Linked DNA regions of Sus scrofa: region 2 is linked to region 1. Evidence: chromatin contacts called from public Hi-C data. All regions are on one chromosome and are shown on one strand. The core of a region is the stretch at or near the end of the contact, and the rest is flanking DNA. Distances in the headings are between cores, read along the strand shown. Region 1 holds the start of CDT1 (DNA replication factor Cdt1). Region 2 holds the start of RNF166 (RING finger protein 166).

Evidence for each region. A called contact is a pair of places that touch in the nucleus more often than the background predicts.
Region 2: a contact with region 1 is called in a Hi-C map of fetal liver, with 1.7 times the contacts expected there. The contact joins the promoter of RNF166 here to the promoter of CDT1 in region 1. A contact is called at or near these places in 7 of 47 Hi-C or Micro-C datasets (alveolar macrophages, blood, fetal liver and 2 more) and 1 of 2 datasets of contacts at active chromatin or transcription factors (alveolar macrophages).

What each region holds. Positions count from the first base shown.
Region 1 is chr6:896,315-899,134 of Sscrofa11.1, reverse strand. It overlaps CDT1 (DNA replication factor Cdt1), which reads left to right and starts at 1,429. Exons shown (of 10, transcript XM_021093641.1): 1 at 1,429-1,732; 2 at 2,186-2,308; 3 at 2,381-2,535. The coding sequence starts at 1,508.
Region 2 is chr6:975,532-978,351 of Sscrofa11.1, reverse strand. RNF166 (RING finger protein 166) reads right to left here and starts at 1,395. Exons shown (of 6, transcript XM_021093662.1): 1 at 1,140-1,395. The coding sequence starts at 1,294. CTU2 (cytoplasmic tRNA 2-thiolation protein 2) reads left to right here and starts at 1,471. Exons shown (of 16, transcript XM_021093659.1): 1 at 1,471-1,635; 2 at 2,253-2,327. The coding sequence starts at 1,571.

The sequences.
Region 1 (2,820 bases), core at 180-2,679:
CTAGAAATGGCAAAAAGACCCAAAAAATTTAAAAAAATATATGAAAATATGACACAAATGAATTTACCTACGAAGAAGAAACAGACTCACAGAGAAGAGACCTGTGGTTGCCAACGGGGATGGGGGAGGGAGTGGGATGGACGGGGAGCTTGGGATGAGCAGATGCAAACTATCATCTACAGTCTGGATAACTAACAAGGCCCAGCTGCACAGCACAGAGACCTGTATTCCACACCCACTGATAAACCCCACTGGAGAATAGAAAAAGAATATATGAAATAAAGCATGAAAAGGAAAGGAAAGGAAATACACTCTACTTGGTGGCTCAGACTACAAACGCCAAAATAAAACCGTTAACAAAATAAAGCCTTAACAACGCCGGCCTCGTCCCATTGACAACTTGCTACCAGCTGTTTGGATAACAGCTCCACACCTGCCTGTCACATCGACCCCACCTTCCTCACTACTGTACTCTTGTGTTCGTTTGTTTTTAGTCGCACTGGCAGGCTATGGAAAGTTCCCGGGCCAGGGATCGGATCCTGCGGTATGGGAGCCCGTCTGCGACCTACACCGCAGCAAGGCTGGATCCTGAACCCACTGAGGAGACCAGGGATGGAATCCGCGTCCTCAGGGATCTTAGACGGATTCTTAACCTGCTGCCCCACAGCAGCAAGTCCCAAAGCAGGATTCCTAACGCGCTGAGCCTCTAGGGAGCTCTCTTTTTCTTCTCTAAAGGCACAATTCATGCTATTTACAGAAATCCTGGAAAAGACGGCCCGGTAAAGCCCCCGTCTCAGCGCTCGTGCCTCCCAAAGACAACCCTCCTCGTGATTACTTTCCTCTCGGACCGTGGTCACACTTCAGGACCGAGCCGAGTGCATTTTCCCGTGATGGGAATTCCTCAACTTGAGCCTGCCGGATAAGCCAAATTTCAGGCCCTAAGAAGTACTTCCTTTCTTTCCAACTCAGCCATTTGAGAGCACGTTTCTTTTTCAAAACAGTCTGAGTCACAATCACAGCGTCCTCCCTTAAGGTGTGCAATTAATTCAGTGGTTGCGCATCCCCCTCCTCCGCGTTCCGGGCTGCACGCTGGCCTCAGGGCCGAGCCCCCCGCCCCTGCGGCCACCTGCGCAGCGCCTCCCGGGTCCGCGCGGCTGGGCGCCAGCTTCGTTGCCTCGTTTGAGCTTGGGCGTCAGCGGGAAGCAGCGTAGCATTTTTCTCTTTGTCAGTTCAGAACGTGCTTGGCGTCCACCAGGAGCCGCGCCGCCCGGCGCCCCCTGGGCCGGGACCGGAGGGACGGCACCCTGTGCGCCCACGGCCCGCAGACCCCCGCCGAGAGGGCCAGCGCGCACGCGCCCGGGCGCGTCCCTTTCCCGCCAACCCCCGGGCCGGGGCGCCGATGGTCCCGCCCACGGCGGGGCGGGGCCAAGCCGCGGCGCGAAAACCCGCGCGAAGCCGGGCTCCACTTCCGCCGGTGGTCCCGCTGCTCCGCTCTCCCGCTCTGGTCATGGCGCAGCGCCGCGTCACCGACTTCTTCGCGCGCCGCCGTCCCGGGCTCCGCGGCGCGCCGCCGCGGGCCAAGCCGTCCTTGCGCACTCCGAGCCCCGCCAAGCCCGCGCCCAGCGCTCCGCGCCCCGGCAGCAGCCGCAAGCGCGCCCGCCCGGCCGCCGAGCCCACGCGCGACGAGCCCGCGCCGCCTGCGCGCCGGAGGCTGCGGCTGCCGGCCGACACGGTGAGGACGCGGAGAGAGGGGGGACCCTGAGGCCAGGGAGGGGCACGGACGGGAGGAACCGGTGGAGGGGCGACCCCCCCCCCGTGGGGAGGGGCGGGGCCCCTGGAGAGACCGACGCTGGAGGAGGGCGCTGGCCATGGCCCTGGGTGCGGAGGGTGGGCCGAAGCCCCCGGCGGGAGGAGGGGCTAGGGTCGGGTCACGTGCCCAGGTGGGCGGGGCCCGGTAGCCTCGGGAGGCCTCCCTCCCAGAGGACTAACAGTGACAGGTGTGACACTGCGGGGCCGGAGCCCTTCCCGCCGGCACAACACCAGGCTCGTGGGCAAGGCGAGGTGCGGGGCCTGGCTGTGAGTGAGGCCGCATCCCAGTTAGCGCAGGGGATGGGAGAGCCGTCTTCTGTGGAGATGGGGCACCGGGATTTTGTGACTCCATCGTCTTTGGCGTCCTTCCCACCAGGGCTCTGGCCCCAGTTCCCCCGCTGCCCCTGGCTCGCCCGAGCACTCTTCTCCCAGCAAGAGGACAAAGAAGGCTACCCTCTCAGAAGGTCAGCTGCCCTGCAGGGCAGCCCAGCAGGACAAGGTGAGGAGGCTGCCCGGAGGGCAGGGCAGGTGGACTGGTGACACGCTGGCTGATGGCACCCTGTGTCCACAGGTCCCCTTGAAGGTCACTCTCTCTGAGCTCAAGTCCCGTCTGCAGCGGGCACAGGAGCTGGGGGCACAGGTCCAGGAGCTGAGGGAAAGTGCCCAGAGGAAGGATGCTGAGGACCCCAGAGTCCCGGAGGAGGAGGGGCGCCCAGCAGAGCCGGGGTGAGTCCTGCGTGGGAGGTCAGGACCTCCAGGAAAGGGCAGCCTGGTGAGAGGCCTGGTGGGGCTGGGCCCAGCTGGGGGCTAGAGCCACTCCTTCCCGGAGGCTGGCACAGTCTACGGGTCTCGGCCTCTGCCTGTGAGAGGGCTTGGGCCCCGTGATTTCAGGCCATTTCGACAGCCAGCAGTCACTGGACACTTACTCTGTGGCCCTGTGTCTGCCCTCCCGGGGCTGTGTGGTCATCACACGCCTCCTAGAGAAAGCTAGGGCTGGGCGTGGCTGGGACC
Region 2 (2,820 bases), core at 146-2,645, 79 kb before region 1:
GGAAGCTCTGCGCAGAGGCCGCCCCGCCAACACCTCACAAACGGCCTGGAGAAGGGACACACAGTGCACCTTCAGGACAAGCCCGCAGGGCTCCCTGGGTGTGAGCAGGTGCCTGTCCTGCCATGCGCATGCTGTGTATGTGTGTGCGTGTCTGCGTGTGCAGGCTTCCCAGCTCCTGACACCATGGATGCCACCTCCCTGGGTGATGAGCAGCACACACTCAGCAGGTCCAGCTCCTTCCAGGTTAGCTGGCTTTGTTTGCAAAATGTGCTAGGGCCTCCTACCAGCCTGGGTGCACTTGGCCCCACCTCTTCAGCAGCTCTGCTGGCAGCCGGGCCCTCCTGCCCCCTCTCCCCACCCTGCTAATTTCACTCAAGAGCTGTATTATTCAGAGCTCAGGAGAGCTGGAGAGCAGGCACTCTGATCTCGGCCCCCTCCCAGCCAGGCTGGCAGCTCCCAGAAGACTGGAGTGCGGTGCTCATCGGGAAGGAGAGCCGCATGCTCAGGTTTCCGTTCCTGAAACCACCGGGTCCTGGCACAGCTGGAAACCTTTAACAAGGTGTGTGGCACCTGGTCTCCTGGGGGCCAGCCTGCATGGCTGGTCAGTGATGGATGAGACCCAAGTTCTCCATCAAAACAAAACAGCATCAGACTCCAAACAAGCCTATGCCCCAACTTTAGGGAACTCCTCTCCTCTGCAGTCAAGACAGGCAGACAGCGGGTCCGAAAAAGAGTTGACAGCAAAAGCTACAAGACATTTATTTACAACTGTCCACCCCGGTCTCCACGGGACCAGATCGAAGGCGACCGGCGCAGAGTTCGCGCCTGCTGCGCTCTGAGTCCCCAGGGAGGCCTGCCGAGGCCGTCAGCGGCCCCCGGGGCACCCGACACCGGGCAGGGCTGCTGGTCGGCCCGGTCTGACAACGGAGGGGTCGGGTCGAGAGCCCAGGGCGGGCGGGCAGGAGGCTGGGCTGAGGCGGATGAACGCGCCCCAAAGGGCAGAAACGGCTCTGCCCCAGGGGCCCCGCGCCCTCCCGCCCCCTAAGTTCTCCGCGCGCCGGGGCTGTGCCAGGGCGGCTGCAGGGCCCTGCCCGCGGCGGTGCCCGACCCCGCGGCCTCCTGAAGGCCGGCGCACTCACGTGTGGCCGCAGCTGCCGATGGCCACGGGCCGGTGGTAGACCTCTAGGCAGATGGGGCAGCTGTACTGCGCTTCCAAACCGCTGTCGCCGCCCGCAGGCCCGCCCGGTGGCTGCCGCTGCTGAGCGGACGCCACCAGGCTGCGGAACATCGCCATCCCGGGGCCGGCCCGCCGCCGCCGCCGCCGCCGCCGCCCCTGTCCCGGCCCTGCCCGGCCCGGCCAGCGCGTCACAGCCGCGACGGCGCCGAGCTGACGTCACAGGGAGCGCCCGTCCCAGACCCTCGCGTCACAGTCGCGCTGGCGTCTCGGTGACGTCATAGAGAACGCCAGCGGCCACCCCGCCCCCCTGGACGTCACAGCCGCGCCCGCGCCGCGGTGACGTAGTCGGAGCGCGCCTCGCCGCTGCGGTTTAAGGAGCGACTTGGCGAAGCCATGTGCGAGGTGGACGAGGACTACGGGGAGCCCTCGCCCGAGGGCCTGCAGCCTTCACGGCCCGGGTAAGAGTTGGGCGGCTTCCCCTCCGGCCGGCGGCGAGCTCTTGCCCCGTGGGCGGACCCGCGCTTTGTGGTCAGTCACGGGGGCTGCGCTCCGGGAATCCCGGCGTCCGCCGAGGGCGGGCCTTGGGCGTCGGGGGGCCTCCGTCGGGGGCCGAATCTCCCACCGCAGCACCGCGGGAGTGCCTGGCGGGCCGGCGCTGAGCACTGCAGGGAGAAGCTCGCTCTGCGCTCTCCCACCTTTAATTCTTGCAGCCAGTAGGGCGGCTTCGCCGCTCCCCTTACTCAGGAAAGTCGGAGCCCCTTTCTCTTCCACCCACTGACTCCACTTCTCCCTTCTGGGCCGCACGGAAGTTGTCTCTCTTCTGCCAGCCCCTGAGAGACTGAGAGGTGGCCGTTAAGAGGCCACTGAACCGGCTTTAGCAGACTAAAATCCCCTTCGGTCCCTGGCCTTTCCTCAGAGTGGTAGTTAGGATAAGACAAAAGCCCTGTTTCCTGGGGTATAACCCCCATTTGATCTCTCGCACGGCAGCTTGGGGTAAGAAGCAGGCTCCCATCTCCCTGATGCCCTTGGGAGGAGGTGTAATTTGCTTTCCTGTTTTTTCTTCCCCTTTCCAAAGCCGTGAGCAGAAGTGTGTGAAGTGCAAGGAAGGCCTGCCTGTCGTGGTGATCCGAGCAGGAGATGCCTTCTGCAGGTGAGCCCTCACTCAGCAGCCAGGGCTGCCCCCGCATCTCTGGCTTAATTTCTCGGCATTGGAAAGCCTTTTGTCCCTTTCCTTTTCGTTCGTACGTTCCGGGACTGGGGAGTGGGGGATGGGTGTGTGTGTAGGTGTTGGTTCCTGATGTGAGTACCGTTCTCCATGGGTCAGGATCTGTTTTCTCCATTATCCAGCCGTGGATCAGGTGGCAGGAAGGTATTGATGGAGCTTATGGGGAGAGTTGGGAATGCAGGTGCTGCGGGGTAGGGGGGAAGCGCCATCCCGGCAGCAGGAACACATCTAGGGCAGATGAGAGCAGCCTGGGATCTTTGGCAGGTGTTCTGGATGATGCTTGCTTTACTTGTGAGACAGGGAGGATGGAAGGAGGGCTCTAGTCTCTTCCTCCAGCTCTGAGGCTTTGGGCAGAGGGGAGCCTTAGTCCCAGAGAGGCCTGAGCGTGTTCTGTTTTATCTGAAGCCCTTTGTGGTCC